Linked DNA regions of Zea mays: all the other regions are linked to region 3. A link is a contact called in public Hi-C data. All regions are on one chromosome and are shown on one strand. The core of a region is the stretch at or near the end of the contact, and the rest is flanking DNA. Distances in the headings are between cores, read along the strand shown. Region 1 has its middle 18 kb from the start of LOC103637703. Region 2 holds the start of LOC100282073 (AT-hook protein 1). Region 3 holds the start of LOC103637710.

Region 1 (2,886 bases), core at 186-2,685, 480 kb before region 3:
CTCTCTAGCCACTTGGCCATAATTGTGCTAACACTTAACAAGTTTTTGTGGCTTAAGTTTTGAAGTTTTACAGGATCACCTATTCACCCCCCCTCTAGGTGCTCTCACCCGTCCCTTCATCCATCAGGGCATGTGTTCGAACCCCACCTTCTTTTTAACATTTTACGCTGATATAATCAAATGGGCCGACGGGCTAAAGGGCTGGTCCGGCACAGTCAACAGGCTGGCATGACGTGCATGGGCCAGAGTTGTAGCCCGCGGGCGTCTGGCCCATACTGGGCAGCCATTTGGTATCTATAGACGTGCGACAGATTAATTTAAAATAGCTGAGGGGTTATTTGTAAAAAAATAACGCGTGACGAGCGTTGAAACTGGTGCTTTAAGTATAGTATAGATATAGATACCTCTTAAAAATGCTCAAAAATGTAGAAGAATTTGAATAGTTTGCATAACAAAACGCGGCGATACATGATATACCATAATCATAATTCTTAAAAAGAAACCCTTCAATATAAATATATTTGATTAGCACATTATATAGCATTAAAGTTTAAAAAATATATTTAAGTTGAGCAGTTAAAGTATTGAAATGCATCAGATAATGGCATACCGCTAATTCACCCCACGAGGTAAATTCATTTTTCTAGTCTTTATGCCTTGGAATCTTATGATTCAAACATTATCAAGACTCTTAAATATCTCTCTTTCGATGTAACATACCATTAAGTGATTGAACCAATCATCATTGATCTTGTTGCACAATTTAGTCTTGATAATCTTCATTGCTGAGAAAGATCTTTCAACAGATGCACTTGAAACATGCAATAACAAAGCTACCTCAATTAGTTTGTACACCAATGGAAAAACCAAGTGATTTTCTATTTCAACCATATTTGTAGCTAAACTTGTAACATATTTACAAGTAGCAAAAGCTGCATGCCTTCTAACATGAAGAATATAAGTCTCAAGTTGTTGTGAAAGCATTGTACGATCAATATTGAAGAAATCAGCATCATAAATTTCAACAAGCCGAATAATCTTGTTGGCATCAAATCTAGAGAAATTGTTCTTTGGACCAAGACATGAAAAACATGTCAATATCTCAATAGTTGCTTCACCAAACCAATGATTCATATCAGCACAAATTTGATCAATTATAACAAAGAATAGCTCAACACGGTAAAGAAGACTGCTAATAATGCCGAGGCCTGAGGGTAACCTGCTCTGCTGGTGCCGGACTACTGCCTGCTGCTGCCACCCTGCTGCTCGCTGCCGCGGTGCCAGCGTGCGCTCGACTGCTCGAGGGTAACCTGATCGCGAGACCGAGAGCAGGAGGAGCCGAGGAGGCGCTATGGCGACTCTTGGACTGACTCTTGGACTGGACAGCACCTGCGCGTGCACCGTGTTGCAACAGGCAGCAACGCTTGGGCCGCGATCTCGCTCAGCGAGTCGGCCTGGCCCATGATTAACACTCATGTATATTGCCTAATGCTAATGCTTGGAAGTTGGACCGAATGACAGCGTGGCTGAAGTTTTGAAGTAGTACTAGTGCGTACGGTGAAACAGAGCCCGGGTGTCAGCCCGTCCCGCCCGGGAGTTCGCACCGCCCCTGATAATAATAAATATAGAAAGTTAAAAAACAAGCAAAGTTCATTTATATATCACATTTATTCATCTACAACATAGCTGCCATATAATTTTTAAAGTTTTTGAAATGGACTAAAAACTTAATACCTAGGCGATAAACATGTTATTAGCAATCGGACATGAATACTTAGTTATATGAGATATTTCTTATGTTTTGGGCCCCGATAAGCAACCTGCGGTGTGATCTAACACCTGCATGTAGGTCCTAACTTGATGAGCCATGTAGTGTAGGTGTAATTTGTCACCTTGCGCACTCCACAGGCTTGTTTGGTTATGAGTAGATTGAAAAAGATTAAAAAAAAATTAAATTCAAATATAAAGTGATTTAATCTCCTTCGATCCCCTACCATCATGCAACAGAACACGACCTTTGCATGCGTGACATTGGTGGATATTTAGACCCGTAGATTCAACTACCATCTTTAGAGTATACGATGTTCATTTAGTAAAAACGGTTTATGAATGAATGCAACTCTTGTTGGTGATTTTGGTGTTTACATGTGTAAGGAAAATGGACCCTGGTCCATTTGGCTTAATAGATTTTGGTGTTTGATGATTAACACAACCTGTGAACTAATGTATTTTCCAAGTGTTTGTGTGTTGTAGTTCACAGGATGCGAAGTGGATTGGACTGAGGCTCTGAGGATGCAACACCTAAAAGAAGACATTATAATACCCATATAAGACATTACAAAGTCATATTGAAGACACTTTATACATGCTAAGAGTCCAACACATCAAGAAGTAGAAGTGAGATACAAAGATGCAAAACAAAAGTGAACTTGACAAAGTTGAGAGTAAGGGCTGACTGAATTGGAAGTGTTTCACAAAAACAAATCTACTCAAACTGACATGGCTTCAACTCTGAGATGTAGATAATTTTATAAGCTTTCAAAAAAGTCTAAGATCATCAAAATCGGAGTTCGGAGCTAAAAGTTATGCCCACAATACGGAGTCGGAATTGCTGAAAAGACAAGAGCAGCATATGGGATGTCCGGTGTGCCACATTTGCTCAAACTGGTATGGCTTCAACTCTGGGATGTAGAGAATTTCATAAGCTTTCCAAAAAGTACAAGATCATCGAAATCGGAGTTCGGAGCTAAAAGTTATGGCCAAAATACGACAAGCGAGCACGGGCTGTCCGGTGCGCCATCTTCGGAAGCTCCAACGGCTACTTTTAACGGCTAGTACACGTGGCATGTCCAGTGCACCACCGGACAGTCTAGTGCACCTATCCAG
Region 2 (2,700 bases), core at 44-2,543, 350 kb before region 3:
GATCTCATTATTACAATCCATCCTCGAGAATGGAACTTTATCAGCACCTCCATAAAATTGCTTCATAAATTCATACACTTGCGTTGGTCTCATTCCAGCTTCCCGTATTTGGCTAATGAGTTGTCTGTCCGCTTCAATAACATGTCGTTGGGACCTTAACTTGTGTGCCTTGTTCGGACTAGCGAGGGTATGATTGTGTTCAAGTTCAACTTTTTGCACTGTCCAAACCCCTTCCCTGCTAATGCTAAACTGGACACGAGCTTTGCAACCTGTCCTTGTAGTTGATTGTGATGGCTCATTTTTTCTATTACCTTGGTTGCTGCAAACTATATGTTTCTGAAATATAGTTTTATCTGGTCGACGTCTTGTATCACTCTTTCTAATACTAAACCCAACCATACATGCATAAGCATTGTACATCTCATAAGCTTCTTTCTCAGAGTCAAAATACATTCCTACTTTAGGAACAATCACAGCTGGTCCAACTGGATCAACCTTCTATTGCAAAATACGTTTAGAATAAAGTCACGTTACAACAGTACGGAAATTTATTGCAAAATACGTTTAGAATAAAATCACCTTATATGTCACCACTTCTGGAATCGTGTTCTCCTTGCCTTGAATGTTAGTATCGATAGCGCCAACAATATTTACTTCGGTGTTTATACACTCAATGTTCTATGCAAATGTGGGAATTACAGTCAAATAGACAAACTAAATAGACGGAAAAAGTACAATGATCAAAAGAACTAATGATGACAGTACCTGCAGTGTCGCCTCTTCATGATCAGATGGATCGACGATTTGGGTAGGGACGTCACATAGCAAGGGTTGCAGCTGGGACATGATATTCGTGGTGGCGGCGGCAGGATCGCTGTACTCTTCCATGGATGCAATCGTCCCTCTAGGGCTGTGTGTTTGCGGTACGCAAGGAATGGCGGCGCTCGTTTGTGTAGGGCATGAAAAAAAGTAGATGGCTTATTTGCTTGTACGGCTGGCAGCTGGCTCCAAACGTTGGCTCCTTTTAACATTAAATTAGTGTGGCCAGCCGATCCGAAAGATTGCTTTGAGATTAATAAATGAACACGTGGCATCAATCCGGTAAGTGCTGCACAGATATCGCTCTGCAGCACGCATGTATGGAATTTTTTCCCTCGAGGTCGAGCTACTACCATCCATCTCTCCCCATTGCATGCGAAACAAGAAAGCAAGAGGCCAAGAGGAGCAGAGTGAGTGAGTGGCGTTTGGTGTGAAATGTGGACTTGGACCTGGAAGGAGGACGAAGCGGGTCATGGAATGGTGATGGACCTGCTGCTTGCTCCCCTCCCTGCCGATCTCTAATCACTTTGCCCCTAGGTACCGTACAGGCGTGCGCGCGGGGCATCAGACACACCTCCCCTTCCTAACTTCCACCAAATCTCCCTCCCTACCGTGCTTTCCGCTTTCCTCCCTTGATTTTTTTTATCCGTCTCCTAGCTCCAGATTTTAAAAATTATCTCTTGTGAGCAACTCATAGCTAACTACTACTAGTAGCTGAGACTAAAAGGGTGTGCTCTCTCGCTTTTAATCTCCATGTTACCGCTAGTGCTCTAGTCTTACCTAGCCTTGCTGAGCCCCTTGCAGTGCTGGGAGGAGAAGGACAAGGTCTCTGATCAGCTCAGCTTGTCTGGTCAAAGCTGAGAGCCTCGTTGTGCTGTGAGTGCAAGCTCGACCGACAGGACCCCTGCCACTGTGAAGCACAGCGTCAGCGGCGACAAGACGAAGGGGCGGAAGCTGCCAAGCCGATAGATCTACGCAAATGGAGACCAAGGACGTGTCGCCGCTCGCCGCCGCCACCACCACCACCGCGGCGCCCGTGCCTGCACCGACCTCTCAACCGCCTCCGCCGGCCCCTTCTTCTATGGCGCCGCCGCAGCACCAGCACCAGCACCATCCGCCGCCGCCGTTCGCGCAGCAGGCGGCCCCGGTTCCGTCGCCTGCCGCGTCCATGCCCGGCGGCATGCGGCTCTCGTTCGACCAGATGTCCGGGAAGGCGCCCGGGGAGCAGCACCACCACTCCGCGCCCATGCTGTACACGGTGCCACCACCGCAGTCCGCCGCGGGCGCGGGCGCACCGGGGGCCAATGTGCTGGGCATGGGCGAGCTGATGCGCAAGAAGCGCGGCCGGCCGCGCAAGTACGCGCCCGACGGGAGCATGGCTCTGGCGCTGGCCCCCATCTCCTCCGCCTCAGCCGGCGGCGCCGCAGCCCCCGGACAGCAGCAGCACGGCGGCGGGTTCTCCATCAGCAGCCCCCCGTCCGACCCCAACGCCAAGCGCCGCGGCCGGCCTCCCGGCTCTGGCAAGAAGAAGCAGTTCGAAGCCTTGGGTACATGTTTCTCTCCCGTGCTAAAATCCCTTCGTACATGCTTCTTGCGCGCGCCCTATCTCACCAGTGCTGTGCTCCTTTCTTCGCTCGTGCAGGCTCCTGGGGCATCGCCTTCACCCCTCACATCCTCACCGTCAAGGCCGGCGAGGTAAGATTCACAGATCTTGTTCAACTTTCAAAACTTTTGTTGCATGCATCCTTGCCGGCTTGCCGTCGCTGGTCGTATGGCGTAGATCTGCGAGTCGGCGCATCTCCTCTATGAAGGCCAAGTCATGTATGGTCGTAGGGAGTACGCATGTCATGTATGGCTTCTTGCCAGAAGGCCAAGTCACCT
Region 3 (2,700 bases), core at 129-2,628:
CTTCTTGCACTTAGAAACACTATGCAACAACATGAATGCAACAACCAAAGCACTTCTAGGGCTCACGCCAACATAGAACAAAGTAACTCTCTATTATTTTAGTAAAGGGAAAGAAAAGCGAAGAAAGGAAAGAGTAACACCTGAATTTTGAGTATAGAGCAAAGAAATTTTTATACCCTAAAATTGAGGATGTTACAGAGGACCGCACTAGAAGGGGGTCGTCACCCTCTAAGCCGCCATGGACGAAGGCCTCTCGGCAAGTGAAGGCAAGATCCTAGTAGAGGCGTCTTCGACGGTCACCACAAGGTGAAGAGTACAACCAAGCGCGAAGACCTTAGGCCACCTCTACGAGGCTCAAGCTTCACCCAGCAATGGTGGCCCACTTGTAAGCCCCCAAGAGGGGTAGAGTATTAGGTGTGGTTGGGTCGATGAGTTTTATTATACTGTAATGACCCCGTTGTATGGAATATTTCGAGGATGTACCAGGTAAAGGTAACCCGAGCATAATTGCACTTAAGTCTACCTGCCCCAATGCCCTATCAACACCCCCGTTCTATAGATGAATGGGACACAACAAGACGCTACAGTTTCCTACCTAATATTTTGTCGTGCACCTAAGTCCTATTATGTCTCTAAGTGCTTTGTCTACCGCCTGTCAGCAGGTCCAACACCCCTTCCACCAAATACATTAAGATCTCATTAAACAAATCATTATCTTTTTTTGGTTCGTCGCTATCTTTTTCTGTTTCGTTCAGATGAACATCGCCTCCATCTGTTAGTTTTTTTCCTTAATTTTCAAGACGAACAACAACTCATCGGTGGTGCAGACTATCAATGCCACCACGTACGACCTCTAGCAGAACAACACCATAGAGGTGGCTCTCACACCAACTACTTCGCCAAGGCTAACGGAGATGTGCAAAGTCAGCAGGCAGCAGGGATGCAATTCCAAATTAAGGTCAAGCATGGCCACTGTCTGCGGTCGCGCCAGCACCAGCACCAGCACCAAAGGGTTTATTTTGCAAAACAGTTAAACTATATTGTCAAATGATATTTGGTAATGGTTTGGCTCCTTCGTAAAAGATGCTTACTATAGAAGACAAATCTAGAACTAGATTGGGAGCCACAAAACCGGAGGAGGCTGGGGATTGTAGCCCCTCTAACCTACTTTGGTTCTGTGGTTTCCAAACTAGCACCTAGAATTATTTCTGAAAAAGATAAAGCCGTGCCAAAAGTCGACCTCAGTGAGTTCAACTATATTTATCCGATTGTTTTTAGAATTAGAAGTTAACTTTGAATTAACCTGAATGGTAAAATAAACTAACGGACAGTGTTAGTTTTCTAAAATTAAATATTTGGTCCAATTTTCCCAATTTCTAAGCGCTATACCACCAGTACTGGTCTGTCTCGTCTCCTCGCCTTCCTCTCTTCCTCCTGTGCTCCTCCGCGGCGCTGCTGCTTACTCGCCACGCCAGAGCTGAGCGAACCCCACCCAATCTAATCCCCCACGTCTTAGTTTCCTTCTCCTAGCCGCACCCTGTCTCTCGCCGTAGGATGGAAGAAGAGCCGAGTCTGCTCGCTGCCCACGCTGGGAGTTAGGGCCGGAGGCCTGGCCGATCGGCGGGGGCGGAGGGAGGGTAATGAGGGCTCCGCAGGAGCGTAGCATGAGGGATCTCTACGATCGCACGCGGCACAAAGATATGGCAGCTCCAGAGGTGCGTTGTGTGGCATCCACCACGGTGCTGTAGCGTACGCGTTATTGTTGGGGACTTGGGGTGGTTGTTAGTTTCCTCAATAGGATGAGACGAGAAGATGCGTCTGTTTTTTTGATTGTACTCGATGTGCTAGGAGCTCGTAGATTTGAAGTTTTGCAAACGGCACATGGTTGTGCGGGGTTATGATTCAGGTTTCCTCACTCGTCTTTTGTAAGATGACAGTCGAATCGAATTTGATCGAATATGTACGTCAGTTTTAGTTTGATTTAGGTTTCCCTATTGAACATATCAATTCCTCTGAATCGAATTTCAGTCTCCAATCCAGAAGATTTCATGTGTTTTTAATGTGATTTTACAGCCGATGCTGCAGTTTGGTTTGGTGATTGATGTGTACTGTTTCTGCTGTGTAGGAATCAGTGGAAGGGTGCGGTGGAGGATGCGCGGAGGGATGGGAGCAACGGGCACTGGCCTCTAAGATGGAGGTGAGCATTGGAGGCATGTGTATTTCCTTGCATATGCATCGAAATATTTTGGTCCTTGAATTTCATTAGATTAGAATACTTGCTGCTCTTTGATCATCTGATGCTCAGAAGCAAGTTCCTTATAGATTGTTCCTCTTCGCTTGTTTATATGCCTCCAGTTTTGTTGTGGTGGAGTGTGATTCCGATCCCATAATGCTGTAGAAAAAGAATATGTTACCATGATTTCTGCATGTCCTGTTTTTTTATGAGCCATTGTCACTTCGGAAATGGAAGCTGCTTTTATGGTCATTTCATTACATGTTTATTTTTTATGATATTATGACACATTGATGTTTTTCAAGTAAACCTAATTTGTTTTAAATTGTTCACGAGACTATTCGTGTTGTCATGTGGTAGTTTTTTGGCGGAGCAGTCCACCATTATCTGAATTTGACTCATTATTGTTTATCTTGATATATCTTATGTATGTTTGGTATAGCTTTTATGATAATCTGGATTTGTGA

The links. A called contact is a pair of places that touch in the nucleus more often than the background predicts.
Region 1: a contact with region 3 is called in a Hi-C map of leaf, with 5 times the contacts expected there. The contact joins the enhancer-like site here to the promoter of LOC103637710 in region 3. A contact is called at or near these places in 3 of 25 Hi-C or Micro-C datasets (endosperm, leaf and tassel).
Region 2: a contact with region 3 is called in a Hi-C map of ear, with 4 times the contacts expected there. The contact joins the promoter of LOC100282073 here to the promoter of LOC103637710 in region 3. A contact is called at or near these places in 8 of 25 Hi-C or Micro-C datasets (bundle sheath, ear, endosperm and 3 more).

What each region holds. Positions count from the first base shown.
Region 1 is chr1:101,323,251-101,326,136 of Zm-B73-REFERENCE-NAM-5.0, forward strand. No RefSeq gene overlaps it. Among protein-coding and RNA genes, the nearest start is that of LOC103637703, 18 kb to the left of the region's middle. Within about 2 kb of position 1,436, at least 16 of the 20 cell types and tissues checked have an H3K27ac peak or open chromatin away from gene starts, as enhancers often do. A contact at or near this core is called in endosperm, leaf and tassel, where this site is marked.
Region 2 is chr1:101,449,147-101,451,846 of Zm-B73-REFERENCE-NAM-5.0, forward strand. LOC100282073 (AT-hook protein 1) reads left to right here and starts at 1,294. Exons shown (of 6, transcript NM_001154986.1): 1 at 1,294-1,547; 2 at 1,624-2,366; 3 at 2,462-2,514. The coding sequence starts at 1,799. It overlaps LOC103637704 (protein FAR1-RELATED SEQUENCE 5-like), which reads right to left and starts at 1,070. Exons shown (of 5, transcript XM_008660389.1): 1 at 766-1,070; 2 at 580-678; 3 at 1-498. The coding sequence starts at 888.
Region 3 is chr1:101,799,860-101,802,559 of Zm-B73-REFERENCE-NAM-5.0, forward strand. LOC103637710 reads left to right here and starts at 1,379. Exons shown (of 11, transcript XM_008660420.2): 1 at 1,379-1,715; 2 at 2,126-2,197. The coding sequence starts at 1,641.